Regions from separate parts of the Mus musculus genome. Here region 1 is linked to region 2. A link is a contact called in public HiChIP or PLAC-seq data. All regions are on one chromosome and are shown on one strand. The core of a region is the stretch at or near the end of the contact, and the rest is flanking DNA. Distances in the headings are between cores, read along the strand shown. Region 1 overlaps Thada (thyroid adenoma associated). Region 2 has its middle 17 kb from the start of 1810073O08Rik.

Evidence for each region. HiChIP or PLAC-seq counts read pairs in DNA pulled down with a chosen protein or histone mark.
Region 1: a contact with region 2 is called in an H3K27ac HiChIP or PLAC-seq map of double positive thymocytes, with 6 times the contacts expected there. The contact joins two enhancer-like sites. A contact is called at or near these places in 1 of 484 Hi-C or Micro-C datasets (bone marrow-derived macrophages), 5 of 115 datasets of contacts at active chromatin or transcription factors (the HPC-7 cell line, T-cell acute lymphoblastic leukemia, double positive thymocytes and 2 more) and 2 of 9 other capture datasets (adipose tissue and liver).

The regions. Positions count from the first base shown.
Region 1 is chr17:84,418,193-84,422,384 of GRCm38.p6, forward strand. The region is part of intron 21 of Thada (thyroid adenoma associated); the gene reads right to left. Among named protein-coding and RNA genes, the nearest start is that of Gm24722, 29 kb to the left of the region's middle. RefSeq lists an enhancer at 3,528-4,192. Within about 2 kb of position 1,314, at least 124 of the 459 cell types and tissues checked have an H3K27ac peak or open chromatin away from gene starts, as enhancers often do. A contact at or near this core is called in double positive thymocytes and memory CD8 T cells, where this site is marked.
Region 2 is chr17:83,933,238-83,937,584 of GRCm38.p6, forward strand. No RefSeq gene overlaps it. Among named protein-coding and RNA genes, the nearest start is that of 1810073O08Rik, 17 kb to the left of the region's middle. Within about 2 kb of position 2,169, at least 52 of the 459 cell types and tissues checked have an H3K27ac peak or open chromatin away from gene starts, as enhancers often do. A contact at or near this core is called in double positive thymocytes and memory CD8 T cells, where this site is marked.

The sequences.
Region 1 (4,192 bases), core at 64-2,563, 480 kb after region 2:
GGTGACACATAGCATCAGAAAGCAGGTAACAGTGGTAAGAAATGGTCAGAAACCAAATGTATTCATTGGTGTATATGTATGTGTATGGGGTGCCAATGGAGGTCAGAGGACAGACTGTGGGAGTCCACTCTCTCCTTCCACTACATGGGTCCCAGGGATTAACCCTGGCAGAAAGCACTGAACCCAAAACTTCTCAATTTCGTTTTTAAAATGAAAAGGTCATCTGAAAATATAAGCATTTCATTAGAAACTGAGTTTCTAAGGGTCAAAAAGTGTTATTTTCCAGTTTTTTTAAAAAAACAAACAAACAAACAAACTTTAACATAAAAAATAAATTCTCCCCGGGTGGTGGTGGCACACACCTTTAATCCCAGCACTTGGGAGGCAGAGGCAGGTGGATTTCTGAGTTCAGGCCCAGCCTGGTCTACAAAGTGAGTTTCAGGACAGATAGGGCTATACAGAGAAACCCTATCTCGAGGAAAAAAACAAAAATTCTCCCCGGATATTTTATTATTATATTTAATTGAGCCAGGGTCTCATTTACAGTTCAGGCTGGCTTGAAACTCACTACATAGCTGAAGCTGGCCTTGACTCTCTGATGATCCTCCTGCCTCAGCCTCCAAGTACTAGGATTACAGGCACAAGCCAGCATACACAGCTCTCAGGGACCCTGAAGGAAACCAAAGCTAAAGTGAAATAAAAAGAAGATACTGATTTCTAATCTTAAAATTAAACATGACACTGCCCTTTAAATTTAACATATTCTACTTCTGACTTTTTATAAAACCCTAAAGCAAATTAGCAATGTTTTACAGATTTACAGGTCACAAGTCCACAGGGGAGAACAGCTACTTGCTATGTCTCCAGGCATCTATAGCTTACCATCAGATAAACTAGCAGTCTATAAATGTCTAATTTTGGTTTGACAGTATACTATAAAATAGTAAGCCTTAATTTAAATTCCGAGTTTAAAACAGAACCATTTCTTATAATGTTGGGACTGTCTCCAGCTGGAAGACTCTAATTCCATTTTGTTTACATGAGACGCTCCACAGGACTTAAAGCCTAATAAAATGACTATGTTTAAAAGCAATCCTGCTCCATTATAATCATTTCTTACTAACAATGAGAATTTCTTCAAAATCTAAGCTTTGTTCCTCTATATCATTATAAAGGCTTTCTGGTGTGCAGACACCGTCTTACCAGAAGGTCTATTTTCCTTGTTCTAGCAAATGCTCAGCACAGACCGTCTGACTGTTACCCTTCAGGCCTGGGTTCTCCAAGTGAGGCACTGCTTCGCTGCATAACTCAGCTCTGGGTGATCAGAAAACCACATCTGAGTCTTCTCTGTGTTCCCACAACACCCATGCAGTAAAACAGTCAGTAAACAGGCGACTAAATGATGTGGTCTCTCCTGAAGTTTAAAAGTTAACACTTCTACTCATCAGAGCTCAATATACTCATAATTTCTAAAATCTAATATAAACAAAATAAAACAGGCAATTCCTTTGTGACTTATGAATACTAATGAGTGAATTCCGTTTGTAATCAATCACAAAAAAATTAAATAATGACACAACAGAGGAAATGCACCCAGCCAATCAAGGACCCCGATCACCCACGCATCACCAGAATCTGAAGCAGAAGGTTCTACCAGCTGGCAATACTTCCTCACAGGGTTTCTGTGGGAACAACTACTACAGAGTGTGACGCAAGCAAGTGTGAAGAAAACGTACCCAAAAGCCTGTTTTTAGAAACACTAGGTGGAATCTACAGAGAAATTGATATTCAACACAGAAGTTATTTTAAAACCTCAGTAGGCATTTAAAGATCAGTATCAGCATCACACTGGAAAGAGGGCCAACAAAATATCCAGCAGGTCTGTCAGCAGAGCAGCAAGCTCGAAACCTAGACACACACCAGTGAGTCAGGAAACACTGAGATAAGCTTGTGTGCACTGCTCACTCTTGAAGGGTCTCAGCTTACAGCCCTCAAAGCAGCTTTATCTCTGCCACCAGCGCAGGACACTATAAAAGAACCTTTCATTGTGTGATTACAGAGCAGGACAGTCAGACCTGCCACCAGGGGAACAATTTCCTCTTGAAGAAGCTGGGAGAGCACACTGCCTCACAAGAAATGCTCTATAGGAAGGATCAGGTAGTCAAAACTCCAGTAGAAAGTTATCTTTCATGCCTTGAGAGAGCTGGTGTGGGGAAGGGGAAGGGGAAATCACCTTAAAGAAAACCTAAGTGAGTCACTCAGAACAAAGGGAGCACTGTGCCACGCGAACCCATGAGGGGAAGGACAGAGGCAGAAATTAGCTTTGGGATCTTTGTCAGCCCAGGTAATGAATCCATTTCCTCATACTGAAGGGAGCTGGGGAGTATCACAGCAAAGCGCCTTCAATGAACCAAGCATTAAAAACTCAGAATTGAAAATAAGCACCAGCTCTCCTCTCCATATAGCAACAAAGTCCCCAACTTGTCCTCCTGCCTCCTGTCAGCCGTGGTTATAATCATCCTCCTGTGTGCGCTCCTTGAGTAGTCAGCCTTAACCAAGGTCAGAAAGCAGGGTGATCTGAGAACAAAAGCAGGACCCCCAGAACGTAAGAGGGAGGTGAGAAGGAGACTCAGGCTGACTGCTGCTGTTTTAGCTTTACAGAGAGAAGTCGGCTAGGTTCACACTCACCTATCTAAGTGGTGACCTCTCAGGTTGGTGGGTTTTGTCAGCATGTACAGCAAAGGTAGCTTTGCTAAGTGACTATGTTCTTGGCACCAAGAATGTGCAGATTTACCTTAGGTACAGCCAGTCACCCTGATACAAACTAATTCTTGAAAGTATTAAATATATGCAATCACTTTTTATTTATAAAAGCAGAATTTAGAACCTGCTGTGGTTCGAGTACTTGGAAGGCCAGCCTGGGCTCAATAACAAGGCAGTGTCTCAAAAGTCAATATGACGAAGAGCTAGACGAGCTGTCAAGAGCACTTGCTGCTCTGGTAAGAGGACCCAGGGGTCAGTCCCCAGGATCTACATGGTGGCTCCCAACCATCTGGAATTCCAGTTCCAGGGGATTTGGTGCCCTCTTCTGGCCTCCACAGACACAGCGCACACTTCTGATGCATAGTTCTATGCAAGCAAACACCCAGAAAATAATCAAATCTGAAATATTTAAATAAAAAAAACATTTTTTAAAGAAGCAATTTTATGTTCAGAAAAACAGAAATCCTATAGTAATGTAAATGGCATTACTTTCTGGATGGCAGCATTTCATGGATTAAATGTTCCTAAGCTAAGACAGTGGTTTAAAAGCCAACAAAACTGAGAATAAAGGTTTTCACAGAGACCAGTTTGAGTCAGCACGCAGCAATTACTTACACCCCACCCTTCCCCAAGCCTGTGATGTCTTCTCTCCGCTTCCTATGAGGCTATCATGTAAAAGCCCGTCACATGTGGAAGACCAGGCAGCTCGTCCGACAGTGGTGCTTCTCTTAGTGGGCAGGAGTCTCTTCACTGACGCGCAGTCACGGGAGAATTCTTCAGATTCTAAGTTTGTGTAGTTGCTATTTTTAGTTTCTTCTAAATTTTTTTCTTTATATTAGTTCTCAATTTTAACATAGCTGTTCCACATAATTTCATTATAATATATAAACTTTGGGTGTGGTGGGGAGGGAGTCAAGGCATAATAATTTTCATAGAGAACTTCCAAGCCTTTCTCATTTATAATCAAAAGCAAAATGCATTCCTTTAATTTGTCCTTGAAAAGAGAAGTTGACAAGTCAAAGGATGTTAGCCTGTGTTTACTTCGTAAGGAGATGGGGCATTCACACTAGTGAAATAGCTAATCTGGATTCCTCGGCCAGAAGCAGGCAATGGCACTTTAGCCAGCTGGAATAACGGCTCCCAGGAAGGCTGGGACAGCAAGGCCTGCTTGATCTGAGGAGACTGAGGAGACGCTGCCCCCAATGTGCTGCTTGCCTTTGCCCTGTGCTGTTTTTCCAAGGCCTTGCAACATCACTGGCCCAGCTGTTAGCCAGATGTAAGACATGAGCCAGAGTGTGAGAATAAAAATATTAGCATTATTTCCATGGTGCTAGTCATGTGGTTACTGTAGGGATAATCCACATTAGCATACTACAATATTTGTTTTGTACTTGAATGTTCTAATACCCTATGGGGGTGGGGGAATTAT
Region 2 (4,347 bases), core at 919-3,418:
CTTGCCTATCTGCCTCAGTGCTGGGGCGACAGCCCATCACCTCCACGGCCAGCTTCTACCTGAGTGCCAGGGGTCAAGCTCAGGTCCTCATGCTTATGCAGAGACCTTGTACTGCTCACTGAGTTACGGCCTCAGACTCAGTGAGTATTTCCCAGTGCTTAAGTTTTCTGCGATGATGGCAAGTCAGGACTGGGACCAAGGCTGTTTCCGTGTGGAAATTGTCAAACCGCCTCTCCTTGCTGAGAAACATAGGCTGCTGAGTCAGGCAGACAGTTTTTGGGGGGATGGAGTAGGAATTTGAGACAAGGTCTCTCTGTATAGCCCTGGCCGTCCTGCAACATAGACCAGGCTGGCCTCGAACTCACAGAGATCTGCCTGCATCTGCCTCCAACTGTTGGTAAAGGGAGTACTGCATTCCAGGCTTCAGACAGGCATTTGTGGGACGTTATCAGCTGAGATTTGTGGTAGTTTGGACAGAGGTGGTGGAAATTTTAGCCTTTTAATTTTTCATCCCTTTCCTTGTGGCAATACAGAAGAGACACACAAAATAAATAAAACGTAATAACAAAATTTCTTTAAAAGATCGTGAGAAAATGATGCTAAGACGGATATTCAAAAACGACTCTTAAAAGCTCCAGAGAAGCATACCCACCCACGCATCAGCTGCCTTGCTTTGTTCCTAGCTGGTCTTTGGGGCAGTTTTCACGGGCGCCTCTTGTGGTCACACCTGGTCCCCATTACTGTATCGGCTTGACTTAATAAAGCTGCCTTTCTCCAAAAGCTCTGTGAAGAGCAGGAATTCACTGTGGCTTGGCCTTAGGTTGTCCAGACCAACTTGCCTGACAGTTTCATGGGATCACTGTTATCCGAAGGAAGGCGTATTCTGTGCAGACAGAATCAATCCATGGGCCCGTCGATTAAACATGGGCTTAGGAGTCAGTGTCTACCTCCCTAGGCAAATACACTTAGTACATTTAGTGGCAACCCTGTCATCTGCCCCCAGAAAGCAGTTGCATTCACACTGAGCACAAATGAAAGTTTCCACAATTGCCCAGGATCCTAGATAAAGGCTCCATTCCTTTGTCTATGTAAGAGGTCTGGAAGGATCTTGGAGTTTGTGATCCTTCAGGGCATGTGAGACTCTCACAGAGAGTCTGCGTTCCTTTTCTTCTGATTGACAGGAGGAAAGGGATCTTTCTCTCCCTTAAAGAAAGGGACATCCAGAGACTTTTTCTTCCTTGAGAGAGGGAATGACTTTGAACTCCTGATCCTCCTGCCTCCACTTCCCTGGGATGGACATGGTTCCATGGAATCCCCCCTCACCAGAACTTGAGTATCTTGCTGTTCAGGACCCAAGTTTGCTGGCATCAAGTTCTCCTCTGGGTTGCTCCGGGCCCTTCCATCACCGGCTCCTTCCATAGCTGTGTTTGTGGTGGCACAGATGTCCCCTGTTTTCCTTGGGAATTGGAGAATCTCATTTCCCTGACAGTGTGCCTTTGTGCCCAATCTTGGCTTGGGGTTGTTAGCATTAGTAGGATGTTACCAAATATTCCTTTTTCAGAGGGCTTCCCCACTCGGACTGGTGCTCTAAATCACCAGGCTCTGGCTTCTCTTAGTCCAATATCTCTACAGTTGTCCAACATGGTCCTCCTTGCTGTTCTGCTCATCATTCCCCAGTCCCTGGTCCCTTTCGGATGGCTGGATCCTGCTCCTGACCTCCCAGGGATCATTCCTGCTTAACAGAGACAGGTACCCAAAGGCCAACATCTTCCCTCTCCTGCCTCTACCTTGAGGTCAAAGGTGGAAATGGCAGGAAGGTGGAGGAAGGAAGAAAGGATGGAGAAGGGGAAGAAGAGAGAAGGAAGAGAGAAGGAAGGAGAGAAAAGAAGACAGGAGGGAAGGAGAGAGTGGAGAAAGAAAGGAAGAAAGAGAGGGAGAAGAGGGGAGAGAAAGAGAGTTGAGAGAGAGGAGAGGAGGAGAGGGGGGAGGGGGCGGAAGAGGGGGAGGGGGAAGGGGAGAGAGAGAGAGAGAGAGAGAGAGAACCAGTTGCAGGACTTCTTTGTAAAGGTCTAGAGTCAGAGCTGTAACTGTGAGGGCCAGCCCTTGCCAGGAAGGTGAATGCTCTACACAGCGTATCCTGTGGCCATTGATCTGGTGTGTTTGTTCATTTACTAGCTGGAGCAGGAAACCTGCCTGCCGTGCTGGCTTCCCTTCGCTTGGCTGGTCTCAGGGCCTACACCCTGCCCAAAAGGTAGACATCAGCACTCTGTTCACCAAGACAAGATGTTGATTCTCCGATCTGGCCTTGGATTCACTTCTAGGTATGGGAACAGACAAGATCCACATCAAAAGTTCTGTTTAGGATCGAGGAGAGAAAGGAGGTTTGGCCTGATCAGCAGATCTGCTGCTTAGAAACACAAACAAATAGTGAGCGCATTAATGACTAATGAGAACAGGTTTACAGGCTCCTGACACTCGCCAGTCATCTTTGGATCTCCCTGAAGCCAATGAGATAGGACAAGCGTCCTTCCTGACCTGAATCTTAGGGAAGTTTGCAAGAGTGGAGGAGGTTAGAGGGAGTGTCCACGTTTACACTCAGACTTGCTGAGTGTCACCTCGAAGGCCTGAGTGTCCCCTCCTCCTGAGTGGGACTGACATTGAGTGCCTTGCCCACTCATTGCAGGTGGCCCCTGGCAACTGAAAAAGCTAGCCATGGTTTGACACGTCTCTCTACACTCATCATATCCCAGGATGACCCTAGCATTTTAGGTGCACTCAGGACCCAGAAGGTTCACACTGGCCCTAGATGGGTCCTAAGGACAGGAAATCATCCTGCTTGTGTCTGGAGACAGGGACAGGGTCTTAGACTAAGACCATCCTGGAGAATCAGGTTCTTGCAAACCAAGTGACTCCTGGAAAGTCCCCTGCTTGTGACCCATTTCCTTCAGCTGTAAAGGGGTGGGGAAGTGGGGGGGGGCAGGGAGGGACACATGAGGAACGACAATCTTAATTTCTGAGCTGGGCATGGAGGCTCAAGCCTGTAAGTAGAGCACTTGGAAGGCTGAGGCAGGAGAATTGCTACAAGTTTGAGACTAGCTTGTGCTACATAGTGAGTCTCAGAGGAGTCTAAAATACAGAGTGAGACTTGCCTCAAAACAAAACAAAACAAAACAACCCCAAATTTATAATCAAAACAAAACATCTCTTCCACAAGGCCAGCAGTCGCCACCACAGCTGCCACGAGCCTCAGGAGCGCTCCTCATCTGGGTGGCCACCCAGGAAGAGGCGGTGCAGGCAGGGGGTGTTGAGAGATGAGCAGAGGACAAAGGGACAGGAAGAGGGGTGGCTTCTAGCATCTTCTTCAGCCAGATAGCTGTGAATGCACCTGCAGCCCTTTCAGTTCTATTGCTTTATGCAGTTAGCCCAGGATGTGCAGTTAGCCCAGGATGTGCAGTTAGCCCAGGATGACCCCAGTCAGTCTCACAGGTGAAGAAGCTGATGCCTAGGAGGCAAAAGCAGTAGCAGGTACCCTTGTCCCTGAGTGTCCGTGGATAGACCCTACCTAAGGCGTCTGCTGTCTGATTGAAGAGTCATTAACATGAGGTCACAAGGAGGAGCCGTCGAGGTCAGATTTCATGGGCGTGTCTGTCCTAGCCTCACCATCTGGAAGCCGTGGCGTCTCTGTAAGGGTGCCTGCCACCAAGCCTGATGATCTGAATTCAGTCCCCAGAGCCACACGATGGAAGGCCTGAGCCTACAGCTTGTCCCCTGACTTCCACAGCTGCACTGTGGTATCTCTCTCTTCCTCCCTCGAAATTAATTCATTTAAAAAAGTTAAAACAACCAACCGACCCCAAACCAACCGGACCATAGTTCTAGCCACCTGGGGACAGGACAGGCACCTGGGGGCAGCTTGTTTCTGGATTCCCAGGCCAGCATGCTTTGCCCCATGCCCCCTTGTTCCGGTTGGTACCTCAGTGAGTTGGGGGAACAGTGGCCATGCTTTTGCCTTCATGGGTCCATCTAAGTGCCCGTAGGCTCCTGCCGGTCATGGGCTGGGTTTCTTGGGAAAACAGGCAGTTGCTTTGAGAGCAGCTTCCAGCAGCTGAGCATGTCAACCCTCACGCCACCTCTGCTGTTCTCTGCTGCTCTCTACTCTGTCACTCAGGTGGTGGCGGGGTCTCTCTGGAGCAGGCCCTGCCTGGGGCGGTTGAACTTTTGGTGAGTGTTAGACTTGGTGCTCTCATTTCTTTTTGTGTTTTAGTTTTGTTTCCGGGCATGGTTTCTCTCTTAGCTCTCACTGGCTCCTCTCTCTGCAGCTCAGGCTGGCCTCAGACTAGCAGGGAT